2 separate regions of the Sus scrofa genome follow, and region 1 is linked to region 2. A link is a contact called in public promoter capture Hi-C data. All regions are on one chromosome and are shown on one strand. Each heading gives the region's core, a stretch centred on a gene start, on an enhancer-like site or on the middle of the called end of the contact. The rest is flanking DNA. Distances are from core to core; before and after follow the strand shown. Region 1 holds the start of P3H2 (prolyl 3-hydroxylase 2). Region 2 overlaps P3H2 (prolyl 3-hydroxylase 2).

What was found. Promoter capture Hi-C pulls out the DNA fragments that hold promoters and counts their contacts.
Region 1: a contact with region 2 is called in a promoter capture Hi-C map of liver, with 5 times the contacts expected there. The contact joins the promoter of P3H2 here to the enhancer-like site in region 2. A contact is called at or near these places in 4 of 5 promoter capture datasets (fetal liver, fetal skeletal muscle and liver), 19 of 47 Hi-C or Micro-C datasets (adipocytes, embryonic fibroblasts, epiblast stem cells and 13 more) and 1 of 2 datasets of contacts at active chromatin or transcription factors (skeletal muscle).

The regions. Positions count from the first base shown.
Region 1 is chr13:127,570,251-127,573,669 of Sscrofa11.1, forward strand. P3H2 (prolyl 3-hydroxylase 2) reads right to left here and starts at 1,915. Exons shown (of 15, transcript XM_021070049.1): 1 at 1,278-1,915. The coding sequence starts at 1,751.
Region 2 is chr13:127,439,069-127,442,310 of Sscrofa11.1, forward strand. All of the region lies in intron 8 of P3H2 (prolyl 3-hydroxylase 2), which reads right to left. Among named protein-coding and RNA genes, the nearest start is that of P3H2, 130 kb to the right of the region's middle. Within about 2 kb of position 1,848, at least 10 of the 83 cell types and tissues checked have an H3K27ac peak or open chromatin away from gene starts, as enhancers often do. A contact at or near this core is called in fetal skeletal muscle, liver, omental adipose tissue and 3 more, where this site is marked.

The DNA.
Region 1 (3,419 bases), core at 665-3,164, 130 kb after region 2:
ATGACCAAAAACTGTGCCACTCATTGAAAAGAAAGCAGATTTATTCTTAACACAGGCCTCAGCATATCCATCAGGATGCAGAAGCAAGTAGAAGACCAATCCTGACCAATTCAGACTCTCTATTTCTTACCCAAGATACCAATTCTAGCACCTTTGCCAGAGCACTGGGAGTTAAGTGTTAGTTACAGTTCCGATTTCCTGAACTCCACCAACAACTGCAAATCTCCAGAGAGCCCTGTCAACTGTGAGGGCAGAAACCTTGCCGCATGAGCTGCAAAAGGCATCTGAATATCTGTACATGGTGTGTATTTCCACCACCCCTGAAATGCAGCCGGGTCCACTGGCTGGCAGTTCTCCAACAGCTGCAGAAGAGACAATGATATATTGACATAGAAAGGCAGAAGGGAGAAGGTGTAAGTTGAGAGCAATATGGATGAGTGAGAGTGGGGCATTGAGGCATACAGGCTTAATGCTCTCTGCTGAAGCATCCACACAGATCTTCAAAATTGTGAATGTGGGGAAAATGTCAAAATATACAGTCTACTTTCCCATCTACTTGCCTGACACTAACCTCAGGCAAGCTGAACATACAGAAATAAAACCAGAAGAGGACCTCTGATATCCTCTAATAACTCAGTCCAGTGCTTACCTCCAGAAACTAGAAGCCCTCTATCAAAAGAGAAAGAGCCAGAACTTCAGATAGACACTTTTGGTGAGACTGACTCACACAGATTCTCCTCTTCCACGCATACCTTCTCTTTAAACTTAGATCCTTTTTTTTTTTCTTTTTGTACGTGCAAGGGAAAAGACAGAGGAATTGGTTTCAGAACAAGTCTACTTTAAACTCTGCCATTCACAGAATGCTTTCTTTTAAACTTCAAAGAAAAGGTGCACACCGGAGTGTAGAAAGGATGTATGAATGGAGATGGAAGAGAACCAGGGTGACGCTAGATCAAGGAATGAAGCCCAGAGACCTTATAGTGGACTCGGCTCTGCCAACGTACAGACAGTACTGGAATCATCATCTTATCAGTACAGTCCCCTTTTTGAGATAGAAGTGGATGTTGAGAGAGCTAATGGCTTGCCCAGGTTCATCTAGTGTTGGTTACACAACACGGGCCACCAGATGGCTAGATCCACACATGAGACAGAACCATTAGAGGAGACCCAGTCTGACCCGCTAAGGAGCAGAGTGACGGACAGGGGACAGGTGTCCCGGGGGAGGGCTCCACTGCATCCCGGCGCCGCGAAAGACGTGAAGTGTGCGCTCTGGGTACCTTGAGGTAGGCCCGCTGCAGGTAGTTGTAGGGCACTCTGCGCTGGAAGTCGCTGCGCACATCCTCGCTGGCACGGTGGCGAGACGCGGGGCCCCCGAGGCGCTGGCTCTGGCAGCTGCGGTAGCAGCGAGCCCGCTCGAGCAGCGAGCGGAAGAAGGGCAGCTCGGCCCCGGGGCCGGCGCCCGGGGGCGCGAGCGGGCGGCGCGCGGTGCAGTGGCGGGCGCAGCGCGCGCGGATCTCCAGCAGGCGCCGGTGGCTGCGCAGCGCCGCTTCCAGGTCGCGCACGGCCAGCTCGTAGTCCCCGCTGTAGTAAGCGGCCACGCCGCTGGCGTAGAGCAGGTCGAAGGGCTGCAGAGGCCCGGGCTCGGGCTCCCGCCTCTGGTGCGGGCCGTCCGGGGGGCCACCCCACAGCGGCGGCGGCAGCAGTAGACAGGGCAGCAGCAGCGGCAGCGGCGCCCAGATGCGCTCCCGCATCCTCCGCCGCAGACAAGCGCCGGCCGGCCCCGCACTCAGTCGGCTCCCGGCAGCTGGCGTCCTAGTCCGGTCTCTTGTCTTTGCGGGCGAAACCGCCAGCCCCGCCGCCAAGCGGCTGCCCTTTGAGCCTCAGGTGACCGGCCGCGCTCGGCGAACTGAGAGGCGGAGGCCGGCCCGGCCGGCCGTTCTTAAAGGGACGCCCACAGCTCACATGCTCCTCCTGCTGCCGGAGCCTTCCCGAGTGGCTGGCAGCCGCCAGGAGGCCAGGGGCTGCACACCCCAGTGCCAGCCAAGGAGCCAGTGCCGCTGAGGATCCAGCGGGCAAGCAGAGCCTGAAGTGGGGTCCCTTTCAGAATGGATATGATTACTCCCTTTTTAGGGAGGAAAAAATGCAGCTTAGTGAGATGAGGGCTCTCATCGTTTTCCGCAATTTGTCCGACGTTTGCAAAGCCTTTCGACTTCACGTGAAGCATTGAAGCTCCATCTCAGGCTGTGAGGAAACTTGTGGCTTGTGGAGAAAAGTGATTAGTCCAAGTTTATAGAACAGTGAAAAGACAAAGGAAGGACTCAATCTTGGGCCACTGGAATCAAAGTTTAGGGCCGCTTCCTTTAAGGAAAGTCCTCCCTTGCCTTCTCATCCCACTTTGGTTGTGGCTGTGCCTTGGGGAAAGGGGAAGGGCCAAGGGAACAACGAATAGCCCACCTTTCTGTGCAGATGAGGGTGTCAGAGGACCGAGAGAATTATTGCAGGAAGGAGCAGCTATGCTTAACATTCTGCTTGTCAGTTTATCAGCCTTGTGATCCCGCACAAAGGAGCCTCAGTCTCATCGCCTACAGTACACCAATGTCCCAACACGACAAAATATTTTCAGATATAAATTCTCATTGTAAGAGTTAAACAAAGAGGCAATTTAATAAATCCAATATCCCCCGGACTTAAGCAATGAGCATCAATCTAGGAATGGGAACCCTGACAGAAGTGGCTGCCAAACTCCGAAGGGCTAGCTCAGGCTTTCCTGTTCCTCTGCTTCTCCTCTGTGGTAAATACCTTCTGAGCCAAGGTGTTCCCTTCTTTCGTCTTCCTTGGCTTCCCACTCTCACAAGGATTCCTGAGCGCTTATGCACTGGACCTTTGATTCCAGGCTTCCTCCTATAAGCATTCCTGTGGGCTCCTAGTGCTTGTGGCAATTTTATCAAAGACTCCCTGGCCAACAGGCTGGTGAGCAAGTGGGAAGGGCAACAGGAAAGAACACTTATCATGTAGTTGATGTGAGTTCTTCCATAGAAGGCTTTTGTGTGGAATCACCACAATGCCCAGGAGACTGCCAGAGTTTTGTGCTCCTTCCTTCATTAACTGTGTTGAATTTGACCACACAGACCATAAACAGCCTTGGTGCTGTAACTTCAAGGACCCCCAAAGAGTCATGCTCTTATTAACTTTTCTCCAGCAAACCACACTCATTTGGCTTATCCTACTGATGGAAAAGCTCCACTTTGGAGCTGGGTATGTACTGAATACTTTGAATGTTCACTAATCCAGAATTTGTCCTTGGGTCTTCTGCCCAGACTTTTGCTCTAAGGATTCTCTCTCTTTTCAGATAAAGACTTTGAGGTCCATCGTTATTAATCCACTTGTGGAGGGTTTTGAAGCACACTAGCCAGGAAGTC
Region 2 (3,242 bases), core at 598-3,097:
GTATTTAAAAGAGGGATCCTGGGAGTTCCCATTGTGGCTCAGTGGTTAATGAATCTGACTAGGAACCATGAGGTTGAGGATTCGATCCTTGGCCTCGCTCAGTGGGTTAAGGATCCGGCGTTGCCGTGAGCTGTGGGGTAGGTTGCAGACGTGGCTTGGATCCCACGTTGCTGTGGCTGTGGCGTAGGTGAAAAGACAAAAAATAAAAAAATAAAAGAGGGATCCTGGGATATTGACAGTTTCCCCAACCAAGCCATAAGTGACATACAAAAATCAGGTGAAGGGACATACAGCAACACAGAGTCTCAAAAACCCAAACTGTAACAGGTGCAGGCAGAAGCTGTACTAGAAATCTGCCTTTCATGTAGCTAATGCAACCACCACTAAGCACAGATTTCTATACAGAGGTTTCCCACATATACATTTCACAAAAACACAAACAACTACCTACCCATTAACCAAAAGGAAAAACAAAATCCAGAAGGAAAAATAAATCCTGCCATTTAAAAAGCAAGTCTACTAGCTTCCAAATGACTAGTAGCACACCAGACAGAGAAAAACATTAAAATAAAAATAAAAACGTTGTCCAATAAGTTGTGGTTCCCAGGGCCTGATTTGATGGCTTCAGCCAATTCTTAACCACAGTCCAGGGAGATTTAGTTAAACAACTTAATTCTTCCCTCATTCATAAAGTATGTGCCTAGCTCTGACTCTCGATTTGCAATAAAGAAGAATCATCTAGGAAAATGCTCCTTTGTGTTCACTGCCTATGGTTCATGGCAGGAAGGCATATTTGACCACAAATACAAAGCCATGAAAGTTGGGACGGGAGTGTGCTAACAAGCTCTCATATGAACACAGCCCTTTACAGTTTACAGAAGACTTTCTCCTTCATCCTTTCCAAAGAGCTGCTCTCCTTCTTTTGCAGGTTGAGGATCATAGGGCTCAGGGAGGATGAGTCTCTAGTTATGCATCACTCTGGAGAACATCAAACTAAGATGATTCCTGGAAACTAAGCCTCCTGAATCCAAATTCAGTTATTTCTATTATACCCCCACTGACTCCAGGATTCTTATCAAGCAGGGTTTTTGGAAAACAGGTGGTTTAAAGAAGAATGGATAAGTGACAGATGTTTTCAGTAAGATGACATGTACATTCCATGGACTGAAGTCACTCTGGAAGGCAGGAGTCCTGGGCCACTCCCATTGTAATGGCTGGGAGCCATCCAATAGGAATTCCACTACATAACTAGTATGTAACCAGAGGACATGACAAACTCTTTGTGGAAGACAAGAAAAGCTGAAATATATTTTATCCTGGAAATATGAATCCCTTCGCACCTCCCTGACATCTGCTTTCAGCCCGAAAAAGATGTGAAAGTGTTTTCTGGTTGGGAACTTTGCCTCTGCCTACCACTGTTCCTAATTTAGACCTGATCTTAATCTCTAGCGATTGCACAGAAGCCTTTCCAGTAGATTCCCAGAGAATGTCCTAAGATCTATGAGCCCATTCAACTGCAGAAATGATAGAATCTGGTAACCAGTCAATCATGACTTTTCTTCATCTTGTGTAGTCTTCAGTTCTACTGTTCCCATTAGCTTTCCCAGCCAGTTTCTGGACATCAGATCCCCTGGTAGCCAGGGACAAAAAATGCTTTGAAATCTGGCAACTGTCCTGGAGTTTCCCAAACTTTGACAGCAAAGGGGTAGCTTACTGGCATGTATTTCCTGGGTGATTTCTCAGCTTAAAAAGCAACATGAACTCTGGCTGACCATGAGGTTCTCTGGCACTTGTAAAACAGCTTGGGCTTTGTGGCCACAAACTGAGGTCCAGGTCAGATTAGATGAGCATATTATCCTGTTTACTGCCTCAAACTGAGCTGGAAGCTGAGGAAGGAAAGGGCTGGGAAATGTGAGAGCCGTAGAGGGCCAGAAGTTTTCAAATTAGGCAGAGGAATGTGCTGACAGCTCTCTTGTTGGGGAAAGGAGGACTGTACTTCTCAAAGCAAGTTTTTAAAAACCTCTTCTTACCTTGCAATTATTTAATCAATAGGGGATGCATTTCGGATATCTAGACACTTCTGTGTTCTGTCATCAGATGAAGAAGAGAAAATGGGATTTGGATTCAAAAGCCTGCTCAACCTATTACAAGCTCTGAGACTTTGTTCAAGTCACTTAATCTCCATACGTCTCAGTTTTCTTGCCTATGAAGGGGGGACACTTGTCTCACAGGAGATGCTGCCAGTTTTAAAATGCAGTGTGTATAAATCTGTTTGTAAAATTTGAAAATATATAGAGATAATCATGATTGTTAAGTATTACTACTGCTGTTAGTATTATACTTGCTAATAATGGATTATTAGAAGAAGTTAAAACTATTTAGGAGTTCCCATTATGGCTCAATGGTAACAAACCCGACTAATATCCATGGGGATTTGAGTTCAATCCTTGGCTTCAATCAATGGGTTAAGGACCCAGCATTGCTGTGAGCTGTGGTGTAGATCACAGATGCGGCTTGGACCCCACGTTGCTGTGGCTGTAGCTACAGCTCTGATTGATTCAACCCCTAGCCTGGGAACTTCCACATGCTGTGGGTGTGGTGTATGTGGCCCTAAAAAGACTATACACACACACACACACACACACACACACACACTATATATATATATATATATATATATATATATATATATATATATATATAACACACATACATAGATGCATATAAATGTATAATTAAAAATAAATAAAATAAAACTATTTAGAAACGACTTTTAGCAACACCTCACTTAGCTCTCCACGCATTCTGAGGTTATCTAATGTCCTAATTTTGAGCCATCTCTGTGCCTTCATGGAAATTGTTTTATCCACTTGAACAGCCTGCCCTCTGCACTTCTGTCAATGCAATCAAATTCTGCTTATTTCTCAAAGCCCTGATCAGATATATACGCCTCAAGGACCACAGGTTAACTACTCTAATGTCTCCTGTGTCCTGTCTCTTCAAGTTCCTCTGATACACAGTCTATTCCACACTCTCTAGCACTCACCCAAGATGTGCGAGAAGTAAGCCAGGAAACCTCTCCAAGCTTCAGGTACTCAGCTGAGGACAGTGATGATCAGACAGTTCCCACCTGTGAGTGAACTTGGACGCACTTTTGTTGAAAACCAAAAATAGTGCTGTGTGTACCTGAGACATTTTTGGTTTTAAGCCTTGCTTTGAAAGTCTTGTGAACTGGAGTAGCT